2 separate regions of the Dromaius novaehollandiae genome follow, and region 1 is linked to region 2. A link is a contact called in public Hi-C data. All regions are on one chromosome and are shown on one strand. Each heading gives the region's core, a stretch centred on a gene start, on an enhancer-like site or on the middle of the called end of the contact. The rest is flanking DNA. Distances are from core to core; before and after follow the strand shown. Region 1 holds the start of PARP1 (poly(ADP-ribose) polymerase 1). Region 2 holds the start of PSEN2 (presenilin 2).

Evidence for each region. Hi-C and Micro-C count contacts between places; a contact is called where the count stands out from the background.
Region 1: a contact with region 2 is called in a Hi-C map of brain, with 8 times the contacts expected there. The contact joins the promoter of PARP1 here to the promoter of PSEN2 in region 2. A contact is called at or near these places in 3 of 4 Hi-C or Micro-C datasets (brain, liver and ovary).

Annotation. Positions count from the first base shown.
Region 1 is chr3:118,778,241-118,782,530 of bDroNov1.hap1, forward strand. It overlaps PARP1 (poly(ADP-ribose) polymerase 1), which reads left to right and starts at 2,737. Exons shown (of 23, transcript XM_026094629.2): 1 at 2,737-2,962; 2 at 4,140-4,290. The coding sequence starts at 2,843. LOC112980012 (a long non-coding RNA gene) reads left to right here. Exons shown (of 5, transcript XR_003258327.2): 5 at 1-236.
Region 2 is chr3:118,582,961-118,587,394 of bDroNov1.hap1, forward strand. It overlaps PSEN2 (presenilin 2), which reads right to left and starts at 1,898. Exons shown (of 13, transcript XM_064509933.1): 1 at 1,815-1,898; 2 at 1,198-1,279.

The DNA.
Region 1 (4,290 bases), core at 1,487-3,986, 200 kb after region 2:
CCTGGCCAGTATTTGGCTCCCCGATACCTGCTAAACACAAGCTCTCCCCACACCTATGAAGCCCACTTTTCACAGCAAGGTCTGACCTGGACGGAGTGGCTATTTCACTGGAAGGAAGGGGTATTTGGACTAGGGGTGGGAAGCGGCCACGCTGCCAAGCGACAACCTCTGGAGCTGCCTGAGCGGCCAGAAACCCCCCTGCACAAGGCGAGACTGATAAAACTCAACCCCTCAGTGACTGCGCACAGCCCAGTCACAAGGACCTAACGTAAAACCAGTCCCGTCAAGTCAGAGGAACCCGTCTGGCCCAGCAGCCTGTTTCCATCGGTGGCCAAGAGCAGATGCCTAGGGAAGAGCAACACAAACGCAGAGTGATGCCCCCTCGGGAGATTCTCCTGGGATCCAGAGATGTGTAACTCAATTTCCTGAGCCACAGTCGCTGTCCTTCGGTGGGCATCCTTGCTGCTGTGGGTGTGCCCGATGTCTTTTTGCCCACTCACCAAACATTAGCATCCACCACGTCCCACGGCCACGCGTCCCACCAGTACTTCTTGCTTGTCTGAATCTGCCACCTGTGACTACCAGGGGGGAGATGTTGGTGCTTGCAGCCTCCAGCGACGACGCTGCCTGCTCTCTCCCTGCCACCGGTGGGTCCCATTGCCTCTTTCTCAGGCTGAAGAGCCCTGTACGGGAGCCCTGCACACCACCGCTCGTCCTCGCTGCCCTCGTCTCTGCCCTTCCTGCCCTCCCTGAGGGGGGACCTCAGCTGCATGCAGCAACCGGCACATAGCCCCTCGCCACTGGGGCCGGATACTGGATTGGGATTTTGCCTTTTATGCAGAGGCCTTGAAGCCAAATCAGCAGCAGCTTCTGAAAACTGTAGCGACAGCTCCACGCGGTTTTGTATACCAGTAGTACTCGGTAGTACCTTAGACCCTAACGCTTTATGATACTGTCTCCTTGGATGAAGGAATATGCATTATGTTTGCATTTGACTTATCAATAACAAGTCTTGCTTTTCATTGCATGAGCCACGTTACAACTGCGGAAAGCATGTGCTCCCTGCGTGGGAGGTTTCTCTTGCAGGACTAATCGCAGGAGAAGGAAACTGGCTCTGCCATGCCGCGCTGCAGAGACCGGGGGGAGCAGAAGGGGTCATGAGTAGCAGGACAAGCGGCTTTGTTTTACTCCACGTATTTGCTGAGTGATCTGTATTCGCTTCTCATGTTTTTGGAACTGCCGTTGTGGTAGAGGCCAGGAAACAGGCTGGTCTTGGAGGGGGAAACTGCTTAGGAAGATAGGAGAACTCCTTGCTCAGTCATAATTAATTACTGCCCCTTTTCCAGTCGCGGGAGCCTGTGGCCCTCCGCGCAGCTTTCCACGACCAGCTGCCTCCTCGGTGGCACAGAGGGACAGGGCTCAGCCACGACATGGGGTCACCACTTTGCACCTCCTTCAGCTATTGAGCGTGACTAGGGTGCCCAGGAGCCTGCAGCTCTCAGGGAACCGGCGGAGGATAGCTGTTACAGTTATTCCCCCGCTCTGGGAAACGGAGCTGAGGCTTCTGCAGCACTCGGGAAACCTTTTCTCCCCTTTCTCCTTCCCTCCTGCACTACAGGACGTTATGGCACCAAAGCACACTCAGAGCTTTTGGAAAATGGCAGCGCTTGCTCTTCGCCATGGTAGCTGCACTCTGGCATTAATTTCTTGATGAAGTCTGGTAAATGGGACGCTCTCGAATACAGGTCACAGAATCAGCTAAATCCTGTCCTGGCAAGCGAAGTCCCTCCCACATGGGCTTTCGCCTGGAACGTGAAGCCGCCACGTCACGTTTTGGTGCCCCAAACCTTGGGGGTGCTTAGCAGTGCTCAGCGAAGCAGCGCGGGGGGCACAAGCGCTAGGTAAAGCTAACTCAGGCAGTGGAGGCCGCTAACCACAGCTGGGTTTGGGGACGCACGAGGACGGGCACGCTGCAGCTCTCCACGCTTGCACAGTGGCCCAAGGAGCCACAGCGCCCAGCACCTGCGAGTCCTGGCGGGTTCCGGTGGCCCCCAGTGCACTGCGGCAGGAGGCAGCCCGGCTTTGGCCGCCCATACTCCCCAGGGGGGCAGCCCGGGCCCGCCAAGGATGGGGGCTCCCCCCGCCCGGCTGTGCCACTCTGAAGGCACCCCCGAGCCCAGGGGCCCCCACGCACCCCCATGCCACGCACACACACACCTGCACACTATGCACACATGCATGCACACCCACACGCACATGCAGGCACGCACATGCATGCTTACACACATGCACACCCCACAGACACATGCACACTCCCTCACAGGCACACACACACATGCGCACAAACACCCACACATGTACACACACCCCCACAGGCACACACTCACATGCACAAACACATGCACCCCCCACACACTCACATGCACACACACCCACACACAGGTGCACACATGCGCACACATGCACACACACATGCACATGGACATGCGCACACAGACAAGCGCACACACAGGCACACACATGCGCACACATGCGCACACAGACACGCACACACGCACGCCCCCCCCCCCCGCACACGCTCCCCCGCCGCCACGTGACGCGCCTCCCCCTCCGCCCCCCATTGATACGAAGTAGCAAAGCGGAACGTTCCAGGCGCAGCCAGGCGCGCCGAGTCGACGCCCGAGCGGCGGATCTGGCAGGCGGCGGCAGCGGGGAGGGCCGCTCGGCTCTCGGCTAGCGCTCCCGGCGGGCGAGCACGCGCGCGCGCGGGGGGCGGCGGCAGGCGGTCGGGCGGTCGGTGGCGCGGCGGGTGCCGGGGGCCGTGTGGGCGGCGGCGGCGGCGATGGCGGAGCCGGCGGAGAAGCTGTACCGGGCGGAGTACGCCAAGAGCGGCCGCGCCTCCTGCAAGAAGTGCGGCGAGAGCATCGCCAAGGACTCGCTGCGCCTCGCCCTCATGGTGCAGGTACCGCGGCCCGCCCCCGCCCCCCGCGCGCCGCCTTTGTGCGCGGAGCCCCTGGGCCCTGCCGCGCTCCCGCGCCGGTGGCGCAGAGGAAATTCCGGCGGCGCCGGACACGCGGCCGCGGGCTGCTGCCGCCCTTTTGTCCGGGGCCTTCGCCCGGGGGCTGCGGGCCGCGCCGGGGGGCTGGTGCTGCGGGACCAGCTCTGCCCCGGACCCGCTCCCAGCCGGGGCGCGGCTGCTCCGGTACCGCCCCGAGCCGAGCGGGCGGACCTGCCTCTGCTTCTGTCGAAGTTTCTTTGGGAAGCCGCGGTCTGCTGGGGAAACGCTGTTTGCTGCGGGAGTCACCAGGCCGCGGCCTCGCGGGGCGCGATGCTGCCCGGCGCACCGAGACCAGCTCCGCAGGGCCGCTGCGCCGCCCGGGTCCCTGTGTTATAATAATAATGATAATACAGCGTTGCGTGTTATTAATACGGCCGTTGTTTGCGTGCGTCTCTTGGCGCCAAACCGTTTAACGGTTATTTTGTCCGACTGGTCACCGGAACGGTGCCAGGTTGGTGCTTTGTGTGTCTGAGTCACGACCGAGCAGAGCGCTTCCCCGGGAGGCAGGTACGAGGCAGGTGTGGGCAGGTCGCCCCGGGTTCGCTGCTGCTGGAAGGATTTAGGTTGCGGTCCCGTCCTGGTGCAGAGCTTCGCCGGACTCTAATTTTCTCTTACATTTTGCCTCTGCCTCCTGTAGCTCCCTAGGCAGAAGGTTGTAGCGGATGAGCCAAGTGCTGTTTTAAGGAGGATTCATCCAGTGTCTTTGTTTCGATTGCTCATCCCTGCCCATGGCCTGATTCTCACTGAGAAGAAACCTCTCCTTGTCTGCTCAGGGCTGCTATAGCCATGCCGAGGCTACGAGCTTCTTGTTTCGAGCAGTATGGAAGGGCTAAGCAATGGGGTGACAAACTGCTTAACCTGGGTAAACTCTTTTTCTGTGTGTCTTCCCTTTGGACTTCTCCCTAGGTAACTTGTCTGTCACATTGGGTTTTCTTCCTAGACTTCATCCTAAATTGCAGATCTTTTAATTTGGAAAAAAAAAATTACTTGTGTTTACCCAGATACTTCCATTTTATCTTGTTTTTTTTCCGCTCGTGATTCTGATTTACTTCATCTTGGCCTAATTTTGCTTTCTTCCTAGTCGCCCATGTTTGATGGCAAAGTCCCTCACTGGCATCACTACAGCTGCTTCTGGAAGAGGGCTCGAATTGTGTCCCATGCGGACATCGATGGCTTCCCTGAGCTCCGATGGGAAGATCAGGAGAAAATCAAGAAAGCCATTGAAACTGGAG
Region 2 (4,434 bases), core at 648-3,147:
GGTACCAATTTCTCTCTTCCCAGATGTCTTTCATGCAAGGGCATCTCCTTCTTCATCTGGGGTAAATCAGCTTCATGGATCTCAGTGAAGCTAGGCCAATTCACTTAACATTAGGATCCAGCCTCGGTCTGCCTTTTAATATCAGGCTACAACATCCTCATGCTGCAAACAGACTCAAATCCCTTGCTTTGCACTTCATCCATAATGAATAATACCCGTATAATGTACAGCGCAGAATAGCTGCTATAGGTTAGCAGAATATTTAATAATTCGTTTGAGAGTTTAAACTCCTGCTTATACATATTGTTCTCTTTGATGGCAGTTGGATGAAGAGAATCAGTTTTCATCTGCTATATTTAGATCAAGAGAGCTTGACACTAACAGCCTAATGTTTTCCTAAGTTTAGGCTCTAACTGTGCTGCTGTTAGTAAATATAAAGAGGAAGAAAAAAAAGTTTCAGAAGTTATAAATAGTAGGGCCAAAATTAGAAGGAAACGAAAGGCAATTTAGCCTTTCAGATTCTTCCTAATAAGCAAGGCCAAAACATGCATGCTGGTAAAACAACGAGCTACTCAGAAAACACATCTGAACAGTCGAAAGAGAGTTTGCAAATGCCATTCAGTTTCAGCTCAAGGGTGCAAAAATAACAAAACATGAGATACTAAAAGGAAGTTGTCAAGATCTGCAGGCCTCTTTCTCCTTTTTTGGAAATACCAGCATGGTTATACTAACATTACTGTCGTCCCACAAGAAAGGCACAGCACACAGCCACAGAAGCATTATCTTGCTGGTGGAGCTGGAGTCAGACCCTCCCGAAGAGCATCAAGCCATGCTTGCGGAAGGATTATTTTGCCGAGTCCAACTGCTGCCAGCGGCCAGCTTCTAGCTGAAGCGTGAAAGCCGCCCATCCCGTCCCGTCCCAGCTGACGTACTTGCGCCAGGAAGGCTTTGAAGTCTGCCTCAAGCCTCGTGTGCAGGAACAGCTAAAAGCATTGGTACTTCTAATATCGCCCTGGGGCACCTGAGCCAGCAAACCCCGAAGATGACAGGGCAGCTCGCATCACAGATGCCCAGGGACACCCGTATTTGGGGTGCACCCCCATCTGCTCTTGGGGCCTGGGGGACACCCAGGGCAGCCAGCCGGGGATGATGCGTCGCCCCCCAGCTCGGGGGGCCCGGCTGCACGTGGATACGCACCGGAGCCTCGCTCGCCTGCCGCAGCGGGTCAGCTTCCTCCTCCGTCCACACACATGACCAGCCCCACGCACGCACCCCACAGCTGCGATGGCACAGGGGGCACGAGGCAGAGAGAAAAGAGGTTTTAGGGAAGGAAAAAAAAAAAGTCAGTGATTTCCCAAGAGAGCGCTGGAAAAGCCCTTGCACCGATGCACGCGTTTTCCCCAAGGGTTGTTTTCAACGCTTAAAAAAATATATCTGCTTGCCATTCAGGATTCGCTAGCAGGTTTCAAATGAAATACTGTCGTGCGGCCTGAGGCAGAAATACACCCCCACTCCTCCCCGAGGAAAAAAAAATACATAAAAATTAATAAATAATATACATGCATGCATATATGTATACACGCACACATATATATATATATATAAAATATATATAATATATATATATTTGCTGCCTCCAGAAGGAGCCAGCAAAGCTCACGTGCCCCCGCTCGGCCCCGAGGACGAGTTTGCCCCGCGTTTCCGTGCTGGGCCGAGCTCCGAGGGGAGGAGGCGGAGGGGCCGCGCACGGCTCCAGCGGCGCCCCCACGCAAACGCCCGCCCCGCCGGGGAGCCCCGAGCCGCCCCCGCCTCACCTGGCCCTGGCGCGGCGCAGCCCGGCGCGGCACGGACCCGACGGCGCTCCCATTGGCTCCGGCGCATTCTATCCCCCCAACGCAGGCCGCGGAGGGGGAAGAGCGCGCCCGCTGATTCGCCGCAGCGGATGTCGCTCCTCCCGAGCGCCTCCGCCCACTCTGCGGGGTTCTCCAATGGAAGCGAAGGGTGGGGATGAGGGCCTGCCAATAGGAAGGCGGCTGAGGGAGGCCTCACCCTGCCCTTCCCCCTCCGGCGTCGGGGTACCTGTGAGGAGCCGCCATGATGCCGCGGGCGGGGGAGACGTGCTGGACGGGGAGTGGTTCGTTCAGGGTCCCTTCTTTCCCGAGTTTGTAGGTTGGAGGGGTGAAAGCAAAATTACAAACATTTTACATTATTTGCTCTAGGGTGTGAGAAGTTTGTATTTTCAGAATGTAAGTTTTGTTGTTAAAAAAGATCCAGTGCAGCAGTCAGAGATGAAACTCAGTCAGTGTGCAGGCAGTTCCCTGGCCGTGTTGCTGCCCATAGCTTTATCAAGCGATAGTGCAGTGAAATTAAGGCATCATAGCAGTTGCTCATCGTTTTTTGGGGGCAGAGACACGATCCAGAGTCGTGCTAATCCCCCTCTGCTGCTGTTGCCTAAGAAAAGCCTCCAGCACAGGCACGTGAGGTATTCGTGGCAGAGCTTCACCTTCCTCTTCACTTCATGCCATCCCTGATCTTTTTACATACAAAAGGCCCAAAAGATAGGCTAGCAATAAAGGAGGCATGAGGTATAATAAGAAAAATGAAGTACTCCATTATTTGTCAACAGGGTAATAGAAGTTTCCTGCAGATTCCAACTTTAATTTGACCGTCACTTTCCCTGAGTTTCCTTCGTAATAAAGGTGACGAGTACACCTTCCTAATGCCCATGGCCCTTATTCAAAGCCGCTTTGCATGCACAAAGAAGTAACACAAAAAATTCTTCAGAGCCCCAGAGAACTGCCTGTCAAAGTATTGTTGGCTGCCCTTTGCCGAGACGGTCAGTCTAGGAAAGCCAAAAATCTGTGTGCTTGGCTGTATTTGTCAGCAGGGCATCACAGCTCTTTGAAATAGGTTTCTCTCAAAGGCTGCTCTATCCTTTTCCTTGTGCTGAGTTGTCAAGTCCCTTTCCACTGGACATTTGAGTCGGCTGGATTTTTTAAATGGGAATTTCTCTGATGAATTGAATCCTTCACACATCGTATGCTCCGTTGCTTGTCAAGTTTGTTTAATGGTAGGGCAAGGAACAATTTTGCTTGTGCTCTGTATTTCCACAACCAATGGGAATTTTAGAGTCCTTTAGTATTACGTGGACCTTATATATCTGGCATAAATTTGGGTTAATAGTAAAAATATTTATTAATTCCAAAAGATTTTATATCTTCAAAGCCAAAGCATTGGCAGGCCGAACTGCACTGGTCTGCCTCGCTGACAGCTCTTTCCGAGCATGCATGTTCTGCCTGCCTCCTTTGTAGTTTTCAGAGGTTAAAATCTGGCTTAACTCAGTGCTCCTTTTCTGTACAAGTGGGTAATATGAACACAAAGACGTGTGTCAGCCCCTCCTTCCTTGAGAGTTAATGCCATACAGCTTTCAGTCAGAATGTCCCTTTATTTTCTGGCTGCATCACATGAGAAACATCTGACCTGAGAGAAAATTAAAGGACTCTTTTATCACCCCCCTCCCCCCCCCCCCCCCGTATTCATACGGGCATCAGAAATATTTCTTGGTTTCTTTTCTTCTTCTTCTTTAAACAAATCTATGAAGTCCTTTCCTTGAAGGGTCTCTCACAGATAATGTAAAGTATGACAGTTCCTAAAAAGATTATATGACAAACTGCATCTCAGCTTCTCGACTCAGGAGGTCACAGTCTCTCCGCAGAAGCAATTGTCCCCAGCCTGATTGTTGTTCTGATGCACGTAGGGACATTCTGTGGGATTGCACTCATATGCTCCATTTTAGTACTTAGAAGTTTACAGTAGGAGATCTCAGGGAGTTTTTGGTCATAAACTGTTATGATCCTCCAAATATATCCAAGGAATCATGGCTGTTTAATTTCAGGAGGTATAAATAATACCCGGAAATAGGACTACTGACATAAATTCAAACCCTGAGATGCTCCCTTGGCTTTCAAATGGAAACAGACACAACACCATCCATCAAAATAGCATTAAAAGCCTCTTATGCTTACATTGAAGATATGAGTAGGGTCAGGTCCAAAATATTTGAAGTTTTACACTAGAGTGTAGACAGTACTTCCTAAGAGTTTTGCTAGGTTTATTTCACACTGTAAATCTGCAGTCCCTCAAGAAAAGGTCATTACTGAATACCAAAATAAGCATCTTTCTCATAACTGAAGGAGATCTGCTCAGTCATAAGATTTTTTAGAATGTAGGCAGCACTCATGACTGAGTGCCAGCCATGAACAAGTATCACATATTAGTGTCACACTTCTGTGTTGGTTTTTAAATTGTGGTCTCACACATTAGCTGTACCATGAAGCCTCAGATCCAACTGAACAGTTTAGGCTTAAGCTCCAGTACTGAAGAGCGTGTTGTATCCTTCTTGCTAAAGCAGATAGAGACAAAATACGGATTCAG